3 separate regions of the Mus musculus genome follow, and regions 1 and 2 are each linked to region 3. The links are chromatin contacts, called in public Hi-C maps. All regions are on one chromosome and are shown on one strand. Each heading gives the region's core, a stretch centred on a gene start, on an enhancer-like site or on the middle of the called end of the contact. The rest is flanking DNA. Distances are from core to core; before and after follow the strand shown. Region 1 has its middle 58 kb from the start of Zfand5. Region 2 overlaps Gda (guanine deaminase). Region 3 has its middle 73 kb from the start of 4930554I06Rik.

What was found. A called contact is a pair of places that touch in the nucleus more often than the background predicts.
Region 1: a Hi-C map of liver shows a contact between it and region 3, with 3 times the contacts expected there. The contact joins two enhancer-like sites. A contact is called at or near these places in 1 of 39 promoter capture datasets (liver), 2 of 15 datasets of contacts at CTCF or cohesin (the NIH/3T3 cell line and large pre-B cells), 6 of 484 Hi-C or Micro-C datasets (the G1E-ER4 cell line, the MNK3 cell line, liver and 1 more), 7 of 115 datasets of contacts at active chromatin or transcription factors (acute myeloid leukemia, bone marrow-derived macrophages, differentiating embryonic stem cells and 3 more) and 1 of 9 other capture datasets (embryonic stem cells).
Region 2: a Hi-C map of granulocyte-monocyte progenitors shows a contact between it and region 3, with 4 times the contacts expected there. The contact joins two enhancer-like sites. A contact is called at or near these places in 2 of 484 Hi-C or Micro-C datasets (granulocyte-monocyte progenitors and macrophages).

What each region holds. Positions count from the first base shown.
Region 1 is chr19:21,329,073-21,331,880 of GRCm38.p6, reverse strand. No RefSeq gene overlaps it. Among named protein-coding and RNA genes, the nearest start is that of Zfand5, 58 kb to the right of the region's middle. Within about 2 kb of position 1,405, at least 17 of the 459 cell types and tissues checked have an H3K27ac peak or open chromatin away from gene starts, as enhancers often do. A contact at or near this core is called in liver, where this site is marked.
Region 2 is chr19:21,440,608-21,443,363 of GRCm38.p6, reverse strand. The region is part of intron 1 of Gda (guanine deaminase); the gene reads left to right. Among named protein-coding and RNA genes, the nearest start is that of Gda, 31 kb to the left of the region's middle. Within about 2 kb of position 1,408, at least 42 of the 459 cell types and tissues checked have an H3K27ac peak or open chromatin away from gene starts, as enhancers often do. A contact at or near this core is called in granulocyte-monocyte progenitors and macrophages, where this site is marked.
Region 3 is chr19:21,030,685-21,033,384 of GRCm38.p6, reverse strand. It overlaps a transcript of Tmc1 not described here. Among named protein-coding and RNA genes, the nearest start is that of 4930554I06Rik, 73 kb to the left of the region's middle. Within about 2 kb of position 1,279, at least 98 of the 459 cell types and tissues checked have an H3K27ac peak or open chromatin away from gene starts, as enhancers often do. A contact at or near this core is called in granulocyte-monocyte progenitors, liver and macrophages, where this site is marked.

The sequences.
Region 1 (2,808 bases), core at 156-2,655, 300 kb before region 3:
GCAAAGACGGACTCTCGAACGAAACATATCATTTTTAGGGAGTGGAAAGAGGAGAAGCACACTCCCAGAAGAACTCGGAGAGATGACAGCAACGTAAAGCAAGAAGCTCTAGATTTATAATTAGCTCTTCTACTTAGGAGCCCTGTGGACCTGTGCCATTTACCTAACCACTCTGAGCCTCTGTTAACATTTGAAGTGTGGTAATGACAGTCATGGTACCCACTGGGAAGGTCATGGAAAAGATCCCACTGGGAAAATGGCACAGGACATCTTGTACCTGTAATAAATCTTTACAGAAATCTCTACCGTCCTTTCCATGGGCCTAAAGGTGATAATAAAGGGGAGAGAGGGGCTTAAATATTTGCAAACTTATTTACTCTACAGTACTCTATGAACATCCTGTGTTCCCCAGCCTTCCTGCTAAGAATTAGAGTGTTCATCCAAATGCTTAAATGATGACAAATATTTAATTGTCATGCTTGGAGTTAGCATGTGGCATGTAAATAAATGTGCAAATAAATGGTAGTGAGCCTGTATGTGTGTTTCTGGCACTTAAGCTCTTTGTCCTGCTCTAACAGCATATTTACAAAACACCTATTTATTTCATAAGACTCTGGAGGCTGGGAAGCTCAAGGTCAAGTGGCCATCACGTTCTGTCTCTGGTGAGGACCTGTGTGTGGATTTTCTTTGGACCCCCTTGCTATATAGTCATACCATGGATAGGGACAAGAAAACTCTCTGAGGATTCGGAGGCCTTATTTTTTTTTTTAAAGATTTATTATTCATTTAGTGTGTGTGTGTGTGTGTGTGTGTGTGTGTGTGTGTGTTTGTGTGTGTTAGGCGAATAGTTGCCCAAGCAGGCAGTGAAAAAGTATAAGATCCTCTTGAGCAAGAGCTTCAGGTGGCTGTGAGCTGCTTGGCATGGGTCCTCGGAACTGAACCTAGGTCCTTTGGAGGAGGAGCAATTCTTCTGAATTGCTGGGCCATCGCTCTAGCCCCTGCTAGGACTCTTCTGTAAGGACTCGGATCCCACTCAGGAGAGCTCCACTTTTGTGTGCTCATCACCTCCCAAAGGCTGGCCACTTATTAGAGTAGTGTATTCTGAGGTGACACACACACTCAGACCATAGCAGCACAGGTTGGCGGTGTTCCAAAGGATAAGGAATTACTTATTAGCAGTCCACAGTCATTGAAAGTTCACTTGGAGTTTGAAATATGGTACAGCTTGCTCTGTATTCTCAGTATTGGGCCAGGAAACAACTACCATTTTTAACCTGAGAGAAAACTGGAATTAGGAGGGGTAACACATTCTATTTGCTGTTGCCCAAAAAGTGATTGGCAGATTGGGCTCTTCAGGGTCCAATAGTCTGCTTGCAAGGGTACTGAGCCAGGATTTTGTGTGGTAAAGGTTAGAGGTGGACAGGAGCTGTAAAGGTCGCAGCAGTAAAGGTCTTCCTTAGGCCACCTCCCACACCATGTTTATAATGTCATGGGTCCTCTCTAAATAAGACCCTCAGGATGAGACTAATTACTTGGGTGTAGAGAGTATAAGCCTCCTCTTAAGTTTTTCAGGACAAGCCCCGAAGAGAGAGAGAGAATGAGAGAGAGAGAAAGAGAGAGAGAATGAATTGGGGAGGGGACATGGGGGTAGGTTCACACAAATTCTTTCACTTGTGGACAAACACTCGGTTAATTCAGAGCAGGGGACAGTTTTTCAGGGAACCTAGAAAGCGATGCCTTAAAAAGCTGTCTGCCTTGTTTTGTTTTGTTCTGTTTTGTTCCCTCTCTCCTCTCACCTGTTTGCCCTGGGAGATGAAATAGTTTTGGTCCGCAAGCTGTCGCCAGGGAATGGAGCAAGACTTTGTGTAATAAACAAGAACACCTGCCAGGGCCCCCAGCGAGTCGCCAGACTGCCAAGGAAACCTGGCCTGGTGACAAGGTCCATTCAACATGACAGGGGTCATTGAAGAGTCTGGCTACTTGCTGGGGCCTTGGCAGAACACCTATCCCAGTTCCATGAGGGACAAATGTGGCCTCCCTGTGCTGAGCCCTGCAGATCCTCTGAATATCACCAGCCTGAGTGGTTCAGAACCTAAGAGAATAAGAAGAAAGAGAAAGAGAGAGAGAGAGAGAGAGACAGAGACAGAGAGACAGAGACAGAGAGACAGAGACAGAGATTGAGAGTTTTCATATGTGCCAAGCACTTGTGACAGCTCTATAGGAAAAAAATATATATGTATCTAGGGCCTTCATCACATTCCCAAGGATCCAGAACTCTGACAAGAGAACCACATGCAACATGTCCTGGCCTTCTAGAGAAGAACAGCTGGCTCCCAGCTTTTACATCTGGAGCAGTAAGGCTAAGGGTGTCGACCTGCCATCCTCTTATGAAACCAAGGCATTTATGAGACCACAATATGGGATTGTAAAGTTTAGCTCTAACCTCCACCCTTTTCTAATCTACGCCTAATCCTTCTTAAACCTTGCCTGGCCCTGGCCACTAGGAACCACTGCCAGTCAACACCAAGGGAGCCGCTGCTTATTCATCTGAGGTCTAAACCCACTGCTCCGGAGCCACAGAAATCAAAGGGTGCTGGAACGGCCACCTGCTGATGAACGGTAAACAACAGGGTTGTCAGGACCCACTGGGCCCAGGGTTGGACCACAATCCCTCTGTAATGCCAGCTCACAGAAGGTCAGGGCTCCTCCTTGGGAGATGGCTGGAGACATGCGCAGATGCTTCATGCAAGTAGCTGGGAATGTAGACACAGCTGCTCCTTTTGGGTCCCTTTTCCTGGCTGTCCTTTC
Region 2 (2,756 bases), core at 159-2,658, 410 kb before region 3:
AAGATCACTGAGTACAGCTGTGAAGATGAAGCCTCAGTTGTACTTGAGACCGCAGGGTATAGGGGGATGCCAGAACTATCGGACATATACAAACGAGAACAGCGGGCTGAGTAGATCTAGCCTGAGAAAGCGCTTATTCTTCAGAAGGCAGGGCTGAAGGAGTAAGGCTGCCTGAGTTTGTGCAGGCCAGTTAACTCCATTGCAAGCCTTAGATGTTAGATACAGAGCTGTGGGTGCTGATGTGTTGATCACCCTTTGCTGTGTTCCAATCCTTTCTTTTTAGAAACAGGAAGGTTTATTCTGTGCCATTATATGTTGGGAGTCTAAAGCATGGCTTTGTTTCCATAGGCACTCGGAGCTAAGAGACTTCAGGTTTTTTTGTTTTGTTTGAGGTGGGGGGTGGGGGGGCGGGGAGTTGAGAGACTTCAGGTTTTTAAAATTGGAAGTTTTAAGACCACGGGGACTTTTAAAAAGTGGACTGTGTTATTTGTTGTCTTAGTTAGGGTTTTACTACTGTGAACAGACACCGTGACCAAGGCAAGTCTTATAAAAACAACATTTATTTGGGGCTGATTTACAGGTTCAGAGGTTCAGTCCATTATCATCAAGATGGGAGCATGGCAGTATCTAGGCAGGCATGGCACAGGCAGAGATGAGAGTTCTACCTCTTCATCCAAAGGCTGCTAGTGGAAGACTGACTTCCAGGCAGCTAGGGGTGAGGATTTTAAGCCCACACCCACAGTGACACACCTACTCCAACCAGGTCACACCTATTCCAAGAAGGCCAAACCTCAAAATGGTGCCACTCCCTGGCCCAAGAATATACAAACCATCACATATGTTATGAGACAAACACAAGGCTTTTGGGACCATGGGTGGAAGGTTATGGCTTAAAGGGACATGTTTGTGTGCAAAGTTGACAAGAGGTAAAGTTGTGGTGTTTAAAGTCTCTACCTGATACCATTCAGAATCTCTGGGGATGAAAATCTCAATGAAGGATTGTCTAGACTAAATTGGCCTGTGTGCCTGTCTGTGGTGGACTGTGTCAATTACATTAATTGAGATGGGAAGAACCACTCAGTGTGGGTGGTCCTAATCCCTAGTCAGGGGATGCTGAAATGCGTTATCCTGGAGAAAGAGATTGAGTGCAAACAAGCCTGTTTGTATTCTTTGTTCTCTGTTTCTGATCATAGATATAATGTAACCAGCTCCCTCCGGCTCCAGCTACTATGACTCCCTACTGTGGCAGACTGTCTATGTGCTAGTAATTTTTTTTTTAAATCCACTTGACAGAATATCGAGTCATCTGTGAAAAGGGAAACCTCAACTGAGAAAGTGTTTCCAGCAGATTAGCCCATAGGCTAGTCTGTGGGGGATATTTTGGTTAATGACTGATAGGGGACGGCCTAACTCAATGTAGGAAGTACCACCTCTGAGCAGGTGGTCCTGAGTTTTACAGGAAATCAGGCTGAACAAAGCATGGTAGATAAACCAGCAAGCAGCATTCTGCTGTAATCTCAGTGTCAGTTGTGGTTGTTCTTATAATAGTTAATTAATAAATTCAACATTCCAGATGCTGCTCCCCCCCCCCGTCTCTCCCTCACAGAGTCCTTTCCCCTCATGCCCCCTCCCTTTCTCCTCTGAGAGAGTGGGGTGTAGCCCCCTAGGTTTCTCCCCACTCTGGCACATTGAGTCTCAGCTTGATTGAGCACATCTTCTCCTACCAAGGCCAGACAAGGTAGCCATGAAGCCTGAGCTGCCTACCTGTTACTTATGTGCCAGGGGACTCGTTCCAATCCTTGTATGCCCTTTGGTGGGCAGCCTAAACTTCTGAGAGCTCCCAGGAGTGGAGGTTTGTTGACTCTTGGTCTTCCTGTGAGGTTACCATCTCCTTCAGGGCCTTCCATCCTTCCCCAATCTTTTCTGAAAGTGTTTTTGACCTCCATCTAATGTTGGGCTGTGTGTATCTGCATCTGTTTCAGTCCACTGCTGGGTAGAGCCTGTCAGAGGTCAGTTATGCTAGGCTCCTGTCTCCGTGCATAACAGAATATTATTAATAATGCTAAGAATGGTCTGCTTATGCTCCTGCCTTGGCTTCTGTCAGTGGCAGACAATGATCAGATATAAGCCAAAGAAACCCTTTCTTCCCCAAGTTGGTTTTGGTCAGTGTTTTATCACAATGAAATAAGACAAACTATAAGTTTGGTTCATGCTTTAAGTCAGCTGACTTCTCTCACGTTGATTTCATCAGAGTATTTCATCACAATGACAAGAAACTAAGACATTCTTCCCATCGAAATCCTTCATTGCACCCGTTCTAAACATTGGTGACAAAGCCTTACATAATCATAACCACAAAGATTAGGAAATTAACGTTGGTGTAATTCTGCTACACAACGAGATCCCCTTCGAGCCTTCCTCATGGTCTCAATAATGTCCTTAAATGTCCCTTCCTCCCTCTGGTGCAGAATTGGCTCCAAAATCCCAAGTCCCACTTGTGTGCCACACTTCACTTGCCTTTCACCTGGGGCAAGTTTTGGTCTTTCTTCATAGTTTATGTGCCAGATACTTTTCAAGAATAAGAACTCTTACACTGACCCTCAGGTTAGTTTGCATGTTTCCTCGTGATGAGCTTCAGATGATACATGTGAGAAGGAATGTCAGAATCAATGTGGCGTTCCCAGTGCGTCATGTCAGAAGGTGGTGGTGTGTCCTGCTATTGTCGATGATGATGTTAGCAATGTGGGTGGTCTTTG
Region 3 (2,700 bases), core at 30-2,529:
TTGTCCCATCCCCCAAAGGCCAGCTGATGTGCACTGTTCACTGTTGTGTCATCCTGGCTACCACACTCTGTGAAGGAAAGAGGCCTGTGGAGTTATTCTCTCCCAGTCATACATTATGTCTTTGGCCTTTGAAGGCAAAGTAAACAGTGGCCATTCTTATTAAAGAAACAAAATTTCTCTGCTACTAAAGGAACAGTGCTATAATACAATGTAAAATGCAGATTCTTTTCCATATGACAATGTTATGTTTCATTTTATCCTTTGTCTCCAGCAGTTGCCCAATAGTACCTTTTACCCAGTGGAAAGAGCCTGGTTAATAAAATCCTATCCCTTTAAAAGTGAAAGACCTCTTTTTAGGACATGACAGTCCTGATCTCTGACTTCTTGCCAGAAAGACCAAATGAATTTAATGTCTTATTTTTGTGGGGATTTTTTTTTGTCAGTGCTAGAGTAATAGCTTTATTATTCTAATAACCAAATAACACTCTAATAAGCTAAATAACAACCCTAGTGTTCACAATGCTGGTCCAACTCCACCATTTCTACCAGTAAGCCTTAGTAAAGCCCATCTAAAGGAAGATGAGGTTTGGGGGACTTTATCTAGAGGAAGCTGTTCTTTCCTGTACATTTTTTCTATGTCTCATGTGAGCATGGACTTCACAGCGGCTCTGTCCAGTACACTTGTGGGTTCCAAACTGCCTGACCCCTCATAACCACTTGCTTCCCTACTAAGAACAATCTCTTGTCTTGTAGCTGTTGACTATTGGGAGAGACAAATGTTTACGTTCTAAGTCATAAGTGGAAGGTGCTTCATTCCCCAAGTCATTATTAGCAAAGGTGCCTTTTCTACATAGATAAGTTAAAAAGAGAAGGGGACAGAATTCTTCTTGTAGGTTTCTCACCCGAGGAGTGCGCAGTGGCTGCAACAGCTGCAAAATGCCTGGAGGTTGATTTTTCTAAGGAAAGGGTGGTAGAAAGTATAAAAGAAGGCCAAGGTGAAATTCAGTGTCACATCAGATGCTAGGCAGAGGGAGGAAGGTGAGCAGAGGTAAGCCACCACAAGGGTCATTTCAGCATCGCTCTCTACAGCTGTGGTTTCTCTAGTTCTTCAGTGTCACTCTGTCATTGAAGGCTGGGCACAGATGCATCCTGGAGGGTTGAAGAGGAGAAGGGGAGGAGGAGCTTGTCTTTAGGGGCAATACCAGTAACAGTTCCTGCTCCTGCAGTAGCCTGAGTCAGCTTTGTGTGATTACTCAATACGGCACTTACTACACACTGGGAATCAGCACATGTTTATTCCCTCCAGAGCTGGGTTTAGCAGAACATCAAGCAGTGGACTGTGGGGAACCATAAGAGCTTGAGGGTATAGATTACCTGAAGTGATCTAATAACCAAAGGGGATTGAGACATGAGACCAAAATATTCTGCAACTCTGTTCCTTGTAAAGAAAAGGGATGTGAGCAAAGATGTCAGTGCTGGGAAAACAAAACCTTAAAGTCTATTCTGAACTTTAAGCCAGTGACTTGCTGCCCGCTGTGCGGTTGGGTTGTGTCACCCTCAAAAGACACATGGAAGTTCTCACTATATAAGAATATGACCTTATTTGGGAGTATAGTCATAGGGAAGTAATAAAGCTAAAATGAAGTCATTTTTTCTAGTGTCCTTACAAAAATAGAAACTCGGGTATAGAGACAGAGACAAATATATACAATGTAAAGACACTCAGGGAAGGATATTTGATGTCACAGAGCACCAATGCTTGCCAGCCATCACCAGAGATGAGAAAAGACAAGGAAGGGATTTTCTGTAGAGATATCAGAGAGAGTTCTGCCAATGTTTGGAACATCCTACATCTAGCTCCATGAGATAAACATATCCCTGTTGTTTATTTAAATCATTGTATGATACTTGTTATAGCAATGTGTAAAACTAATACAGCTTCAGAAATCTAATTATAACAATAAATCTGTTTACCAGTCATTTGTAATGTGCATAGTATGTGCCAAAAGCTGTATTTATGTTTTCAGAGTTGATCCTCATAAAAATCTTTCCGAGAAGAGATTTCTGTTGGGAAAGATGGACCGCACACATTTCAGAATCAGCATGGGTGAATTGCCCATAGATTTCTCAAGGCGGACCTCAAAGAGCTGGGTTCTTGCATGAGATGGTAAGGCCATTTCATTGTACCCATCAGTTGCTCAATTCACTTCAAAACTGGAAATGTGACTTTTGGCCTGAGAGGCCATATTGTTAAAAGTGATTGTCATGAGTAACCAAACCAACTGGACTGGCTAACAATGCACTATTGATTCAAGGTTCTTTAACTATCCTGCACTGAGTGCTTCAGGCAGGGACTGGCTTAGAGAGCCAGCTGGTGGTTCCAGGTTCCCCAGGATAAACGCTTCTCGCTAAATCATTTAGCAAGAGTGAAATGTCAGGGCTACAAAACAGAGCCCCACTGAGAAGGGAAAGCATTCTAAACTGCCAATCAGAGGGCTTATTAAACAGTAGCTGGGCTGTGAGGGAAGTCTAATAAAGACTGGAGCACCGTGGATAAGCCAACAATTATCATGATATTTGAGGATAGCTATCTGAAGATTTCACAGGCCAACCAAAATAGAAGCACCTACTTTAAGCTTCATAGCACACTATCTTTGGCCTTGTAACTCTATCTTGTCTTTAGGCTTCACAGTCCAGACT